Linked DNA regions of Mus musculus: region 1 is linked to region 2. A link is a contact called in public Hi-C data. All regions are on one chromosome and are shown on one strand. The core of a region is the stretch at or near the end of the contact, and the rest is flanking DNA. Distances in the headings are between cores, read along the strand shown. Region 1 has its middle 38 kb from the start of Ptk2. Region 2 holds the start of Dennd3 (DENN/MADD domain containing 3).

Region 1 (7,079 bases), core at 2,421-4,920, 51 kb before region 2:
CGTGCTGCCACTAAGCCCAGCTATTTTGATTTCCATCTTTGAGACATAGTCTCACTGGGTAGTCCAGGCTGGCTCGAACACAGGAGTGGGTCATCACATCCAGCTCAAAGTCATGTTTTTTTGTTTTTTTTTTTTTTTTGGTTTTTTTTTTTTTTTTTGGTCTTGTTTTGTTTTGTTTTTCGAGACAGGGTTTCTCTGTGTAGCCCTGGCTGTCCTGGAACTCACTTTGTAGACCAGGCTGGCCTCGAACTCAGAAATCTGCCTGCCTCTGCCTCCCGAGTGCTGGGATTAAAGGCGTGCGCCACCACGCCCGGCTTGCTATTTTTATAGATACCGTTTCAGGATGGGTAGAAGTCTACCCTACAAAGAAGGCTTCACTTTGACTTTTAAACAGTGGTTTTGAGTCGGGCAGGCAGATTTCTGAGTTCGAGGCCAGCCTGGTCTACAGAGTGAGTTCCAGGACAGCCAGGGCTACACAGAGAAACCCTGTCTCAGAAAAACCAAAAAAAGAAAAAAAACAAAAACTCCTCTGCCCTACCTAGGGGCAGTCAGGTCCTTTCCTTTCTGTATTTCTTTTTTTCATTCACTGACAATCTGAGTTAGAATCCCAGGACAACATGGTGAGAAGAGAACTGGTTCCTGCAAGTTGTCCTCTGACTGCCATATGTGTGCCTGAAGAATGTACCCACACGCATATGCAGATAAAATAAATGTGGTAATTTTTAAAATGTAAATGATACTTGTTCATGCTAAAGAAATCAAAATGCAATGAAAACCCCAAAGGAAGTAGAAACCCAGCCTGAATCCCACCAGTGAGTAAGCTGGGTGTGCTGGTGCATGCTTTCGACTCCAGCACTTAGGAGCAGAATAGAACAGACGGACGTCTGTAAATCTGAGTCCAGTCTGGTCTATGTAGTAAGTTCTAGGCCAGCTAGAATTCCATACTGAGACCCTGTCTAAAAAAGTGGTGGCATTTGCCTTTAATCCCAGCTCTCAGGAGGCAGGTCCCTGGGTTTGAGGCCAGCCTGGTCTACAGAGCAAGTTCCAGAACAGCCAGGGCCGCACAGAGAAACCCTGTCTCAGAAAAAAAAAAAAAAGGAAAGAAAGAAAGGAAGGGAGGAAGGGAAGGAGGGAAGAACGGAGGAAGGAAGGGAGGAAACAGCTTTATTGGGAAACAGGCTGTGTGTTCTGCAAACACATAGAGAAACAGGTGGTGAAAATACCTGGACAAGCCAGAAGAGTCATGAAGTTGGGAAGGGGACATGTTAGGAAAGATGCACGGAGACTCAGAGGAGGGGAATAAGGAGTGGGTATGGTCATGTTTCCTTGTACACACATGAAATTCTCAGGAATAATAAAAAAAAATTGTAATAAAAACCCCAGAAGAAGCCGGGCGTGGTGGCACACACCTTTAATCCCAGCACTCAGGAGGCAGAGGCAGGTGGATTTCTGAGTTCAAGACCAGCCTGGTCTACAGAGTGAGTTCCAGGACAGCCAGGGCTACACAGAGAAACCCTGTCTCAAAAAAAAAAAAAAATCAAAAAACAAAACAAAACAACCAACCAAACAAACAAAACCCAGGGTTTCTCTGTGTAAGAGTCCTGGATATCCTGGACTCACTTTGTAAACCAGGCTGGCCTCGAACTCAGAGATCTGCCTGCCTGATCTCTGAGTGCTGGAATTAAAGGCATTTGCCACCATAGCCGGCACCTTATGTGAGTGTAACAAGGGGGAAAGAAAAGATCAGTAATGGGAAGGCTGGATTACCATAAGATATTTCTTTCTCTCTTTCTTTCTTTCTTTCTTTCTTTCTTTCTTTCTTTCTTTCTTTCTTTCCTTCTTTCTTTCTCTCTCTCTCTTTTTTCTTTCTTTGTTTCTTTCTTTCTTAAAAAAGGTTTGTTTACCTGTTTATTTTTAATTTATGTCTGTGTGAGTTTATGTGTCATTCAGTTGTGAGCTGCCCGTTGTTACTGGGGTCAAAACTCAGAGCCTCTGCAAGAGCAGCAAGTTCTCTTACCTACTGAGTCATTTCTCCAGTCTTAGTACTTCTTCTATATGAAAGTTTCCCCCAAAATATCCTTTTAAGTCCAAGAAAGAAAGCTCGAGACATGGGCAGGATGAAGTCATCAGAACTTTCGTAAGGAGGTGTCCTGGTGTTTGTACACACTGACATCTTGCTGTGAGAGATGAGTCAACCAGTCTTGCTGGCCAGCACTGCCCTAAGGGCCTTGCCCTAGCACTCAGTTCCTCCACTGCAGAAACCCTTGCCAGCTGCCTAAGCTCCCTCCATTTTGCTACTCACCCCACCTGTCTCTCTAGTATGTACAACTATGGAGTAAATAGGGTTCTGGTCCTATTTCTGGGTCCCCTTAGACCCCAGCTTCAATGGAAGCAGTTCAGCTCTTATCTGCTTTACATATTGGATGTTTTTGTAAGGCAAAGAATTCAGCAAGCACTCATTAGTTTGACAACCAGGCTGACCCCCAGGCCCTTCACCTTGAAGAACCACTACTCCAGGCTAGCCCTCAGGCCCTTGATTCTGTGTGAGAACATAGCTTCCCTTTCTGCCTAAGCAGGCTTAGCACATTAGCAGTTGGCCAGGTTCTGGAATTGCAGGGTAATTACCTGGCCCTCTAATTGGCAGCTGATGCAGGCCTTTGGGCATGGAAAGTTCCTGGTGAGCTGGTTCCAAACTGGATAAGGCAGGAAGTGTCAGATGAGTCCATGCAAAAGCCTGGAAGAGAATGACTTTCTCTCAGGTTCTGCCCGTGCTCTGCCTGGTGCCCAGGGCCTCAGTCCCATGAGGGTCATGAACCTTTGTTTCAGAAAAGGAAATTGGGGGAGCCATCTCACAGTGAAGGAGTTGTCTGGCTCCAGTTCCCAGCACTGCCAAAGACATAATAAAAGAGGAACCCAGGACTAGAAGTACGTTTTTGCTGGCCATCCTCACAGCACAGACTCACAGGACAACCTGGCTGGGTCTTGTTGCTCTATCCCAGGCTTCTGGAGGCTACCCCATCAGGAAACACAATAGCCACATTGGAGCTGGTTCAGTGTGAGCTACCTGTGGAGATATTCCCCAAGCACCAGACACCTCCAGTGGCTGTGCCCTCAGAGACAGAGTCTGGAAGTCCTGGAAGGGGATTTAGAAAGAATGCTCCTGGTTGGTGTGGAGACAGAAGGGGGACGGGAGCAGAGGGAGGATTCGGAATCAGAATGGCTTAGTTAGGTTCAAATCTCCGTTCTGCTCCTTATTCCCGAGGCCTCAGGCAGATCATTGCTTTTTAGAATCTTGGTCTCTTCCTCTTGAAATATGTGATCATGTTTAGTACCTCAGGTAGGGTCATCAGCCATTCAATGAGGATCAACCAGTGGGAGAGAAAGCGTGGCACAAGCTGGCCTCCTTCCAACTCCTTTTGATCTCATAGCTCTCGTCTGTGTGCACACAATGCATGTAGGAGTGATGTCTGACTCCACCGGACTCCAACCAGGTCTGCGAGTTGGGATGCGGCTCTTCTGTGGTAAGAGAACACTATAAGAGCAAGGACTCCACTGGAGAAGCAGAGCCCCTCAGAAGGACGGAGGCGAACTTGGCAAAGTGCATGCACACACGCAGAACACAAGATCTGAGCCGAGTCTGACAACTGAGCCAGTTTATGGCTGCTGTCCTGGGCCTCTAGCCAAAACCTAGAGTCTAGGACAGAAGGCCATCCCAGCTGTGGCTCTTACCCCTGCCTGGCCTTTGTCATGCAGATAAAGTACAGGCCCCGCTCAGGAACAGATAAGGGAAAGGTGAGCCCACTATGCTCACACTGCCTTTAAGAGATGCCACCATCAATCTGGCCTCTTCCCCTACCCCTGCCCATCCCCCGGCAGCTTTCCTAGGGATGGCTGCTGGTTCTAAACTACAAACCTACAGGAACTAGGAGACTCCAGGTGCCGGTGCCCTACTTTAGTTCCTGTAACCTCACTCCAGACAGGGTTTCTCTGTATGGGTGTGGCTGTCCTGGAACCTACTCTCTAAATCAGGCTGGCCTTGAACTCACAGAGATGCACCTGCCTCTGCCTCCCAAGCACCGGGATTAAAGGTGTATGCCACCACAGTCTGGCTTCCAATTTATTTTCTGTCTTCAGACAAAACATGCAAACAAAAGGCAACTCATGGAGACAGGGTCCTCCGAGTCTGAATTGTAGGTTATATAGTCTCTCAGAGAGGAGAAACTGCAGTTGCAGCAGCAGCAGCAGGAAGTGTCCTGCCACACCACAGCAAAAAGCAGGGAGAAATTAACCCTGCATGTTTGGTACTCAGCTAGCTTTGTCTACTCTTATATAGCCCAGGGCTACAGAGCAGAAGCTGGTGCCTTGAAAATGTGGTTTGGGACTTTCCACAGTAGTTAAGGCAATCAAGACACCACCCCAACCCCCAAGCCAACCTGACTTTCATAACTGCTCTCTGAGAGTCTCTTTATAGGTGATTCGAGGTTGTATCAAGTTGACAGTTGGAACTAACCTGTAAGGGTGTCTGGAAATTGTTGAAGGAAGACTCAGTATGCAAAGACAAAGAGTGTTTATTCTACAGAAACAACCAGCATGCAGAGGCCAACCATCTTCCAACCATCCTCTAGGCGACCCTAGACAAGACTCACAGGCCTTCTTAAAGTGAATTTTCTAGAAGGACTGGGTAATTTAAAATTTCATTGGTGGGTGCTAGGGTGTCACAGGCGGTCAGTGGTCTGCATTTTTATATCATGAACATTTAATCATAGGGTGAGATAGGGCTGCGCAGCACAGATAGCCCATTCTGAGATAAGATATTTTCCCATTTCTGTGGTTATCCCCAGGCTGTTCTTTGGGAGGGGGTTTTATGACTCATCCCTGGATTTTATGGTCTGTTCCTGGAGCTGGGGCCTCATGGTCTAGTTCCTGGCTGTTCTTAGAGTTGATGCCTTATGGCCTCCTTTTCGAAATCAGGCCCGGTCCTTACATGGAGACAAATGTGATTTATGTAATCCTTTCAACCATCAGGGCTGGAGAGATGGAGAGATCTTTTAGCAGTTAAGAGTGCTTGCTGCTCTCTCAAAGGACCAGAGTTTAGATCCCCACACCCACAATAGGCAGCTCACAAACACCTGTGACTCCAGGTCTACGGCATCTGATGAGTGTGTGTGTGTGTGTGTGTGTGTGTGTGTGTGTGTGTGTGTGTGTGTGTGATGTGTGCATGCGCATGCGAGCTCTCACTCTCTGTTTCTCTCTGTGTGTTTCTCTCTGTCTGTGTCTGTCTCTCTCACTCCCCCCCTCTCTCGTGCACACATTTTATTTTTTTATTTTTTTATTTTCCTGAGACAGGATCTTACTATGCCACCCTGGCTGTCCCAGAACTCTATCAACTCTGGCCTTAAATTCTTAGTGCTAGGACTAAAGGCATTTATCCCCACACTTTTAAAAAACAAAACAACAATAACAAAAGCTAACTATTACTCCAGCCAAGGGACTCCAGGTGGGAGGTGACACTCCACTGGGCAGTACTTCCTTCCTGGAACCTCAGTAGGGGTTGGGGTTCCAGTGGTTCCTATAATTTGCCTTTGGGGGTACTGAGGGTACAGTTGGGGTGCAGAACTAGTGGGCTCAGTGAGCTGTGTGTGCTCTGCACCGATCCTGCCACCACCTCAGACCTTGTAGATCTCTACTTTGTTTCTACCATATTCCTGAACCCTGCTCTCCTTGCCTCTGGCTCCTTCCTCAGCCAGGCACTGTGTCCAGGCTCATAGGACTTGTTCCACCTGGTGGCTGCAATGAGATCCTATCAACTTCCTGTTCTTCTTCTGTGCGTTGCTCCAGCAGGGGCAGCAGATGTCCATGTGGAGACTCTCTGAATCTGTTGGGAACTTTTTTTTTTTTTTTTTTTTTTTGGTTTCTCTGTGTAGCCCTGGCTGTCCTGGAACTCACTCTGTAGACCAGGCTGGCCTCGAACTCAGAAATCCACCTGCCTCTGCCTCCCCAGTGCTGGGATTAAAGGCGTGCGCCACCACGCCTGGCTTGTTGGGAACTTTTTTTTTTTTAAAGATTTATTTATTGTATATGAGTACACTGTCACTGTTTCAGACACACCAGAAGAAGGCATTGGATCCAATTACAGATGGTTGTGAGCCACCATGTGGTTGCTGGGAATTGAACTCAGGACCTCTGGAAGAGCAGTCAGTGCCCTTACCCACTGAGCCATCTCACCAGCTCCTTGTTTTGTTTTTGTTACAAGGTTTTCCTGTGTAGCCTTTGCTGTTCTGGAACTTGCTCTGTAGACTAGAGTGGCCTCAAACTCAAGAGATCCGCCTGCCTTTGCCTCTGTGGGTGCTGGGATTAAAGATGTGCACCAGCATTTACCAACTGAAAGTCATTTTATAGTAAAGACAAATTAGGTTCATTCCCGTTTATGATTAAATCTTTGTTTTTCAAGGATTGGGCTGTTGCCCCACCTGTAACCTTAACTACTAGTGGTTCAGTACTGCCTGTTCCAGGAAACAACAACCATACCTTTGTTTCAGAAGGTTATCATGGCCGGGCGTTGGTGGCGCATGCCTTTAATCCCAGCACTTGGGAGGCAAAGGCAGGAAGATTTCTGAGTTCGAGGCCAGCCTGGTCTACAGAGTGAGTTCCAGGACAGCCAGGGCTATACAGAGAAACCCTGTCTCGAAATCAAAACAACATCAATGAAAAGGTCATTGTCATGACCACCTTGCAGCCACGTCTTTGTCTCAGGAGGTTATTGTGACTAACTTGTCATGCATGTATGTTCTGCTTCTGCAACCTCACCTATTTGTCTGCCAAATCCCCAGTTTGGAAGCTCCCTCCTCCTGAACTATAAAAACCCTTATTTTACCCACGTCCAATTCTGATTTCCTGAACCACGCCTTTAGGGAGAACCCTTGTACACTTTTTTTTTTAAAAGAAGCTTGCTTTAATTGATTTCTTGCTTTAATTAATCTGGCCATGACTTGGGTTGGTGGCCTTTCTCCCATCTATGGGATTAACAAAGCAACGGGTAAATCCAAAACCATTACCCACAGGAAAACCTCACGCCCCTT
Region 2 (7,516 bases), core at 1,580-4,079:
CTCAAAGAAAGATGGAAAAGCAAGACATACCTAGTGTAGATCCAGGCTCAAGAGAGTCATAGTTTCTCTTAGTGTTTGTTATAGAGACCATTTTGGTGGCTCTCAAGTTACACGTCAAAAGCTAAGAGCCCCCTTCCCCCCTCCTCTTCCCTCCAATGAGTAATGTAATGTGATGGCTCAGTGCATGGGTTAGGTGGAATCACAGTCTGACAAAGACCACCAAGGGTTGCACGGCCACTCGGTGGGACTCCATTCCTGTCAACTCAGTTTCTGGTGAGATTCTTAGAAAGTTTCAGGTTTGCAGCTGGGAAAGGAGAGAGGTTTTAAGCAGGTAATTGTGCTGGGATTCCGGCTTTTCTGCTGGCCTGGGCTGCAGGGCTCTTAGGTCAACAGCTACCCTGTGCTGCTTCAGAAAGACTACAGTGTTTCTCTCAGTCTGAGTGTCTTTTGTACTCTCTTGCTAGTATCTTTTGACACATAAGTTTTTGTTTGAATAATTGGCTAACTTCTTTCTCTTTTTTGAGGTAAGCTCTTACTAGGCAGCATTGGCTAGCCTGGAACTCAGTATTTAGACCAAAATGACCTCAAACTCAAAGATCTGCCTGCCTTTGCCTCCCAAATACTGGGTTAAAGTGTGTGCTATCATGTCTGGTTGTGATTGGAGGGTTGTTGTTTTGTTTTGTTTCTGAGACAGGGTTTCTCTGTGTAGCTTTGAGTATTCTGGAACTTGATCTGTGAACCAGGCTGGCCTCAAAGTCAGAGATTCACCTGCCTCTGCCTCTGCCTCCCAAATGCTGGATTAAGGGTGTGTCTTAGTCAGAGTTTCTATTCCTGCACAAACATCATGACCAAGAAGCAAGTTGGGGAGGAAAGGGTTTATTCGGCTTACACTTCCATACTGCTGCTTATCACCAAGGAAGTCAGGACTGGAACTCAAGCAGGTCAGGAAGCAGGAGCTGATGCAGAAGCCATGGAGGGATGTTCTTTACTGGCTTGCTTCCCCTGGCTTGCTCAGCCTGCTTTCTTATAGAACCCAACACTACCAGCCCAGAGATGGTCCCACCCACAAGGGGCCTTTCCCCCTTGATCACTAATTGAGAAAACGCCTTACAGCTGGATCTCATGGAGGCATTTCCTCAACTGAAGCTCCTTTCTCTGTGATAACTCCAGCCTGTGTCAAGTTGACACAAAACCAGCCAGTACAGGGTGTGTGCACCGTTGCCACCTAGCTGTGATTGGAGTTTCTTAATGCCACTTCTAGGCCATTTCCAGATCTGTTTGTGCACAGTATAGTTCCATAATCTGCATGTTCTGAGGTACCTGGGAACAGAAGAGGACTCTTGTGGCTCTGGTACATGCTAAGCAAGTACATGCTTGACCACAAACCCTAGGCCCATGGTAGGTTTCTTGTGGGTACTTACTTGGAAAGTACCTGCAGCATGGGTCATGGGGACTTTTATTTATCTATTTCTGCTGTGTAGCCTGTACTGGCCTGAAATTCCTTTATGATCCTCTGCCCACTTTCAAATTGTTACAATTACAGAAGCAAACCACTAGTCCTATGGGGATTTAATTTAAAAAGCACAGAACCAGGAAGCCTGGGAGATTATGTGGCTGGACTTTCTGGCACAGGGAGGCTTACAGAAGATGAACTCTGGAGCCTGGCTGTGGACTTTCCACCTCAGTCAGGAACAGAGCAGATATAAGATCTGCTCTACCCTGAGCCTTACAGGGTCCCTGCCAACTGAATGTCCTGGCCTCCATTCCACAGGACATTCCACAAACAGGAAGTAGAGGCCAATAGATGCTAGGTCTGCCCATATACACACATAGTTGACACAGTAGATTTTGATTAAGATTCTGATTGCTTACAGAGTGGCCCACGGTCTGTGATGGATCCCTATGAGGCTTGCTCCGCTCAGGTCTGTGCCTAGCTGAGGCCATCTCAGATGAGCTAATGCAAGAGTCAGATAAGCAGGTATAAAACTTTAATATCAGTGACATTAACACGTCCTTTGGGTTCCTGGACAAGGGATGAGGGCTGCAGAGGTCAGGCAGCCTACAGGCTGGCTAGGCTGCTTCTGAGTCCTGCTCCCCACCCCTACCCCAGCCAGCCTACCCAGGTTTTGCTCCCAAGACTTGTTTAGTCACTCTAGGCTGATGTTTTGACAAATATTTGACGCTACTAGTGATCATTCCTTCAGTGTTTTTGTTTTTTAATATATAATATATAATTCCTGGAAAAGTTCATTGGTCTTCCACCTTGCCCATTTCATGCTAAATTTAACCGAGGTTCTTGCAGAGGCCTGCAGTCAACCGTGAAGCTACTCATCAGGAGTGGATCTTCACACTCCCTTCCCGACGGTTCTTCCAGGTACCCACAGGGTCTACTTCCCGTCCTGGCACAAGAGAGCTTCCTGGAGGTGGCAGGAGACCAGGCCTTTGTCCCTTACTTGTTGGGGGGGGGGGGAGGGCGGGCGTGGACCTCTGGAGAAGAGCCTCCGGGGCTGGATGACGTGGCTGGTCACCTGGGGATGCCGCCCATTCCTTCCGTATTCCGGGGGACAGGAGGAGGGGCCAAACCCGCAGAGGGGCTTAGGAAATGACTGAGCTTGTGTGGCGGCAGAGTCCGCCCGCACCCCCTTCTTCCCACCCCGAAGAGGCCACACCCACGCAGGTCCGGCCAGACACGCCTCCATAGAAGTCCTGCCCCTGCCAAATCACAGACCAGGCTCGTTCACGCTATCCAGGCCCCGCCTCCTAGGTCCCGTCCACACCGGACCCCCCCCCCCCCCACACACACACACAGGCCACGCCCCTCCTATTTGCTCGTAGGCCCCGCCCATTCCGCGGACGCGGCTGGCTGGCAACCAGCCCAAGAGAGGCGGGGAGGCTTGGGCAGGGGTGCTCCGCTGGGGTCTGGGTTGTGGGCGCCGGCGCCCTCTGAGTCGCGTCACCCCGGCCCGACAATCGAGGGCTCGGAGCGCAGTGTGCTAGGCGGGTGGCGGGAAGGTCATGGCGGAGCCCGCGGCGCGACACCTGTCGCTGCCCTCGGGGCTGCTGGAGTTGTGCGCGCTGCTGGGCGCCTCTCAAGACAGCCTCCGCGGCCTGGAGCAGGTAAGGGGTTAGAGGGGAAACTGAGTTGGGGTGGGGGAGACAGAGAGGTGCCAGCCAGGTTTGAGTGTGGCTGGCTTCAGAGGCTACGCACCGCTGCGGCGCCAAAGCCTCAGGGTCAGGTCCCAGCTGTGAGGGATGAGCACAGCTCATAGGGCAACTGGCGGCTGGCCTTTCCTCCCTCCGGGACCGGCCGGCTTGGACTTGGTGCTTGTGGTGGTACAGACCGGCTTCTGTGCACTGAAGCGTTCCTCCACACTCAGGATGTGGGGCGAGGTGCTGGCCCAGCGGGGATCTGCTGAGTTCACGGGCAACTAGACAAGATCCTCTCCCAGTAGCGACTAAATGGTTCCCTTCACTGCCTAAGTGATGGGTTCTGTACTCCGTGCCGAATAGTGAGGTTTCAGGTGTTAGAGTCAACCACCAGCTTTGAATATTCCACTTTTAGTCGAGCTTGCTGCATAGCCATTTTCTTCACTTGCTGTGCAGTCCCTCCCTTCTCTCCGTCTGTGCCTAGGAACCAAAGATAGATTCAGCTCCCTGTCTCTGGAAAGACAGCAGCGGCGTCTGAACATCTCATACTCCTGATTTCTGCGCTGTGTTTTCTTTCGTTTTTTTATTCTGGAACCCAGGTTGTTTTCTCCCAATCCATTGGTGCTTCAATTTTTCTTTTGAACCCGGCATAATTGGGAACTGCCATTTTCTCAGCGATTTCCCTAGTATCCCGTTAAGTGTCTGGAGAGATCATCTGAGTGTTGCATATCGATGTGATGAGTAGTGGAGACAAAACAAGAAAAGTTAACCGTCAGTAAAAGTAGCCGAATGAGTGTTAAAGCCTAGATAGTTTGGGCTGGTGAGGTGGCTCCCCGGGTAAGAGCACTGACTGCTCTTTCTAAGGTCCTGAGTTCAAATCCCAGCAACCACATGGTGGCTAACAATCATCCATAATGAGATATGTTGCTCTCTTCCGTGTGTCTAAAGACAGCTACAGTGAACTTACATATGATAATAAATAAATCTAAAAAAATTAAAATAAAAAGCCTAGATAGTTTCTTCCCTAAGTGAATGTGACCAGTAAATGGCCCTTGTCCCTATGAAAATGATTTGTCACTTCTCTGATGTCCCTTATAAATGCCAGTGTGTCCTCCATTGTCTTTGTGCCTCTAACTTACCAAACAGCACTGCCTTTTTTTTTTTTTTTTCTTCTTAGAATCGGAAATGGCCTGGTTTCACTGTGGTCTCTCTGGGCATCTGTCCGTGTCTTTGTGCCCTGGGTCTTGCAGTATGGTTCTTGCCTGTTGGGTGTGAGGCATGATTTTTGAGAACCGGCTTAGTCAACTGGGGGATTCAGAGTGGTACTTTCCCGAATTAGGCAGTCGGTGGCACCTCCCAGGTGAGAGGGGGGAGTTTCAGGCTAGTTTGCCTCATTGTGTGCTCTGCTAGGAATTTCAAAGAGAGGGGAGAAAAAAAAAACAGTCCAGGATTAGGGGGGAAAGGAGAGTTAGAGATGGACTAAAACTTTAGAATAATTTCATTTTATGTCAACATCACTGTTAGAGTTAGTCAGATTTTATTCACTTTATTTTTTGTAGTAATTCTCTTTTGAATGTCCAAGGTTTTAAAATTTGTTGTTGTTGTTGTTGTTGTTGTTTTGTTTTTTTGGAGACAGGGTTTTTCTGTATAGCCCTGGCTGTCCTGGAACTCACTTTGTAGACCAGGCTGGCCTCGAACTCAGAAATCCACCTGCTTCTGCCTCCCAGTTGCTGGGAATAAAGGCGTGCGCCAATAAAGGTGGCAATAATTTTTAATTTTACTTTAAAAAAGGCATTTTACTGAGTGTGGTGGCTTGCTCCTGTAGTTCCAATCCTCGAGAGCCTGAGGCAGGAGGACCACTGTGAGTTTGAATGCAGCCGAGGTTATAGAGTGAGTTCTAGATAGGTCAACCTGGGCTACAGAGTGAGATCCTGTCTTCAGAAACAAAGCAAAACAAACAAGCAAGCAAACAAAACTTTATGGTGGCACAAATCTATAATACCTGTACTTGCAAAGTAGAATCGGGAAGGTAAGAAAGGAGCCCAGAGAGCCGGGTGTGGTGGCACACGCCTTTAATCCCAGCACTTGGGAGGCAGAGGCAGGCGGATTTCTGAGTTCGAGGCCAGCCTGGTCTACAGAGTGAGTTCCAGGACAGCCAGGGCTATACAGAGAAACCCTGTCTCAAAAAACCAAAAAAAAAAAAAAAAAAAAAAAAAGAAAGAAAGGAGCCCAGGACGGCCTTGGTGGCAAAGTGATTTCAGAAGCCAGCCTGGGCTACACGAGACCCTGTCTCAAAAAATAGTTACCATTTCTCTGTGGTCTGAATATTCCTATTTGGTGACACATAAAAACAGAAGGCTGGAAGTATGAGAAGAAATAGTCCAGCTTAAGGTCAAGAGATGTAGAGCCCTGTTTATTTCTTAGAAGGTGCCTTATCTCTGTGGTATTTCATAGGTGGGGGTGGGGGTGGGGTGGGGAGGACCAGTCATTTGTTGGAAATCCTGACAGGTACTTCAGAGTTGACCAAGTCCCCCTGTGATTCAGTGCGGTTAGTTTTGGTTTCCCCTTGGCTGAGGCTGGATCCCTGTTTTGGTTGCTGGATGCTGTGAACTCATCCAAGAGTGGGTGGCGGTGCTCACACTGCCTTCGGAACCATACCAGTGAACTGGCCTTCTGTTCTGTGGGCAACAATACCAACAAAACTTCCTGGACCGTGACAGTGTTCTCCATTAGTACCGTCCAATACTGTACTCACTAGCCAAACATGGCCACCGAACCCTGGAAGAATGGCTCGTGTGTTGGGGAACATTGGATTTTACAATTAATTAATTAATTAATTAATCTTTAAAAATGAATTCTCTTTAAAGATTTATTCATGTTATGTATATGAGTACACTGTGGCTGTCTTCAGACACACCAGAAGAGGGCATCAGCTCTCATTATAGATGGTTGTGAGCCACCATGTGGTTGCTTGGAATTGAACTCAGGACCTCTGGAAGAGCAGTCGGTGCTGTTAACCACTGAGCTATCTCTCCAGTCATTTTATTTTATTTATTATTTATTTATTTCTTTGCCAGGTGCTGTGGTACACACCTTTAATCCCAGCACTTGGGAGGCAGTGGCAAGTGAATCTCTGAGTTCGAGGACAGCCAGGGCTACACAGAGAAAACTTGCTCAAAAAAAAAAAAATGGAAAAAAGTTTAAAAAAAAACAAAACAAACCCAAAACCAACCAACCAACCAAACATTTATTTTTTTTTCTTTATTTTATGTGTATGTTATGTGTGTATGCATGTATGTGCATCATGTGCATGCAGGGCTTGCAGAGGACATAAGAGAACATTGGACTGGGGCTATTAGTTGTATGAGTTATCATACAGGTCATGGGATTTGAACCTGGGTCCTCTGGAAGAGCAGCTAGTGTGCTTAACTGTTGGAGCCATCTATCCAGCACAGTTTTAATTCCTTTAGATTTCAGTGGCCTCCTGCTGTGACTGTGTTGGATAGCACAGTTCCAGAACATTAAACACATCTGTAATCCTCCAGGGAGGAGCATTGCTCCTTTGTAAGAAGACTTAGAAATAAATCTGTAACCTGTGAGTTAGGCTGCTGTGGGTTTCCCTTGTTTCTTTTCTTTTCTCCTTTCTTTTCTTTTCTTTTCTTTTCTTTTCTTTTCTTTTCTTTTCTTTTCTCTTCTCTTCTCTTCTCTTCTCTCTCTTCTCTTCTCTTCTCTTCTCTTCTCTTCTCTTCTCTTCTTTTCTTCTTTCTTTCCTTCCTTCCTTCTTTCTTTCTTTCTTTCTTTTTTTTTTTTTTTTCTTTTTGTTTTTTTTTAAGACAGGGTTCCTCTATATAGCCTTGGCTGTCCTGGAACTCACTCTGTAGACGAGGCTGGCCTCGAACTCAGAAATCTGCCTGCCTCTGCCTCCCGAGTGCTGGGATCAAAGGTGTGCGCCACCACGCCTGGCTCTGGTCATTATTTTTTAAAAGCCAATTAAAAAGTGAAACCCAGGGCTCAGAAATGGCTCAGTGGTTAAGAGCACTGTCTGATCTTCTAGAGGTCCTGAGTTCAATTTCCAGCAACCACATGGTGGCTCATAACCATCTGTAATGGGATCCGATGCTCACTCTCTTCTGGTGTGTCTGAAGACAGTGACTTTGTGTGTGTGTGTGTGTGTGTGTGTGTGTGTGTACTGTCTTGTTAATCTAATCAGAAAGGCAGAAGTGTTTTCCATGTGAAATGACAGTTGAGACAGTAAGTTAGATTTTTAACACATTTTTTTTTTCTCGATCTATAACTCAGGTTGGCCTGGAACTTGCCATGTAGACCAGGGTGGCCTAGAACTCACATGGATCCACATGCCTCTGCCCCT

The links. A called contact is a pair of places that touch in the nucleus more often than the background predicts.
Region 1: a contact with region 2 is called in a Hi-C map of the N1E-115 cell line, with 1.6 times the contacts expected there. A contact is called at or near these places in 4 of 484 Hi-C or Micro-C datasets (the N1E-115 cell line, cortical neurons, embryonic stem cells and 1 more), 4 of 130 datasets of targeted methods (the SCID.adh cell line, embryonic forebrain, embryonic stem cells and 1 more) and 3 of 9 other capture datasets (adipose tissue, liver and pancreatic islet).

The regions. Positions count from the first base shown.
Region 1 is chr15:73,457,646-73,464,724 of GRCm38.p6, forward strand. No RefSeq gene overlaps it. Among named protein-coding and RNA genes, the nearest start is that of Ptk2, 38 kb to the left of the region's middle.
Region 2 is chr15:73,509,731-73,517,246 of GRCm38.p6, forward strand. It overlaps Dennd3 (DENN/MADD domain containing 3), which reads left to right and starts at 2,830. Exons shown (of 23, transcript NM_001081066.1): 1 at 2,830-3,117. The coding sequence starts at 3,016.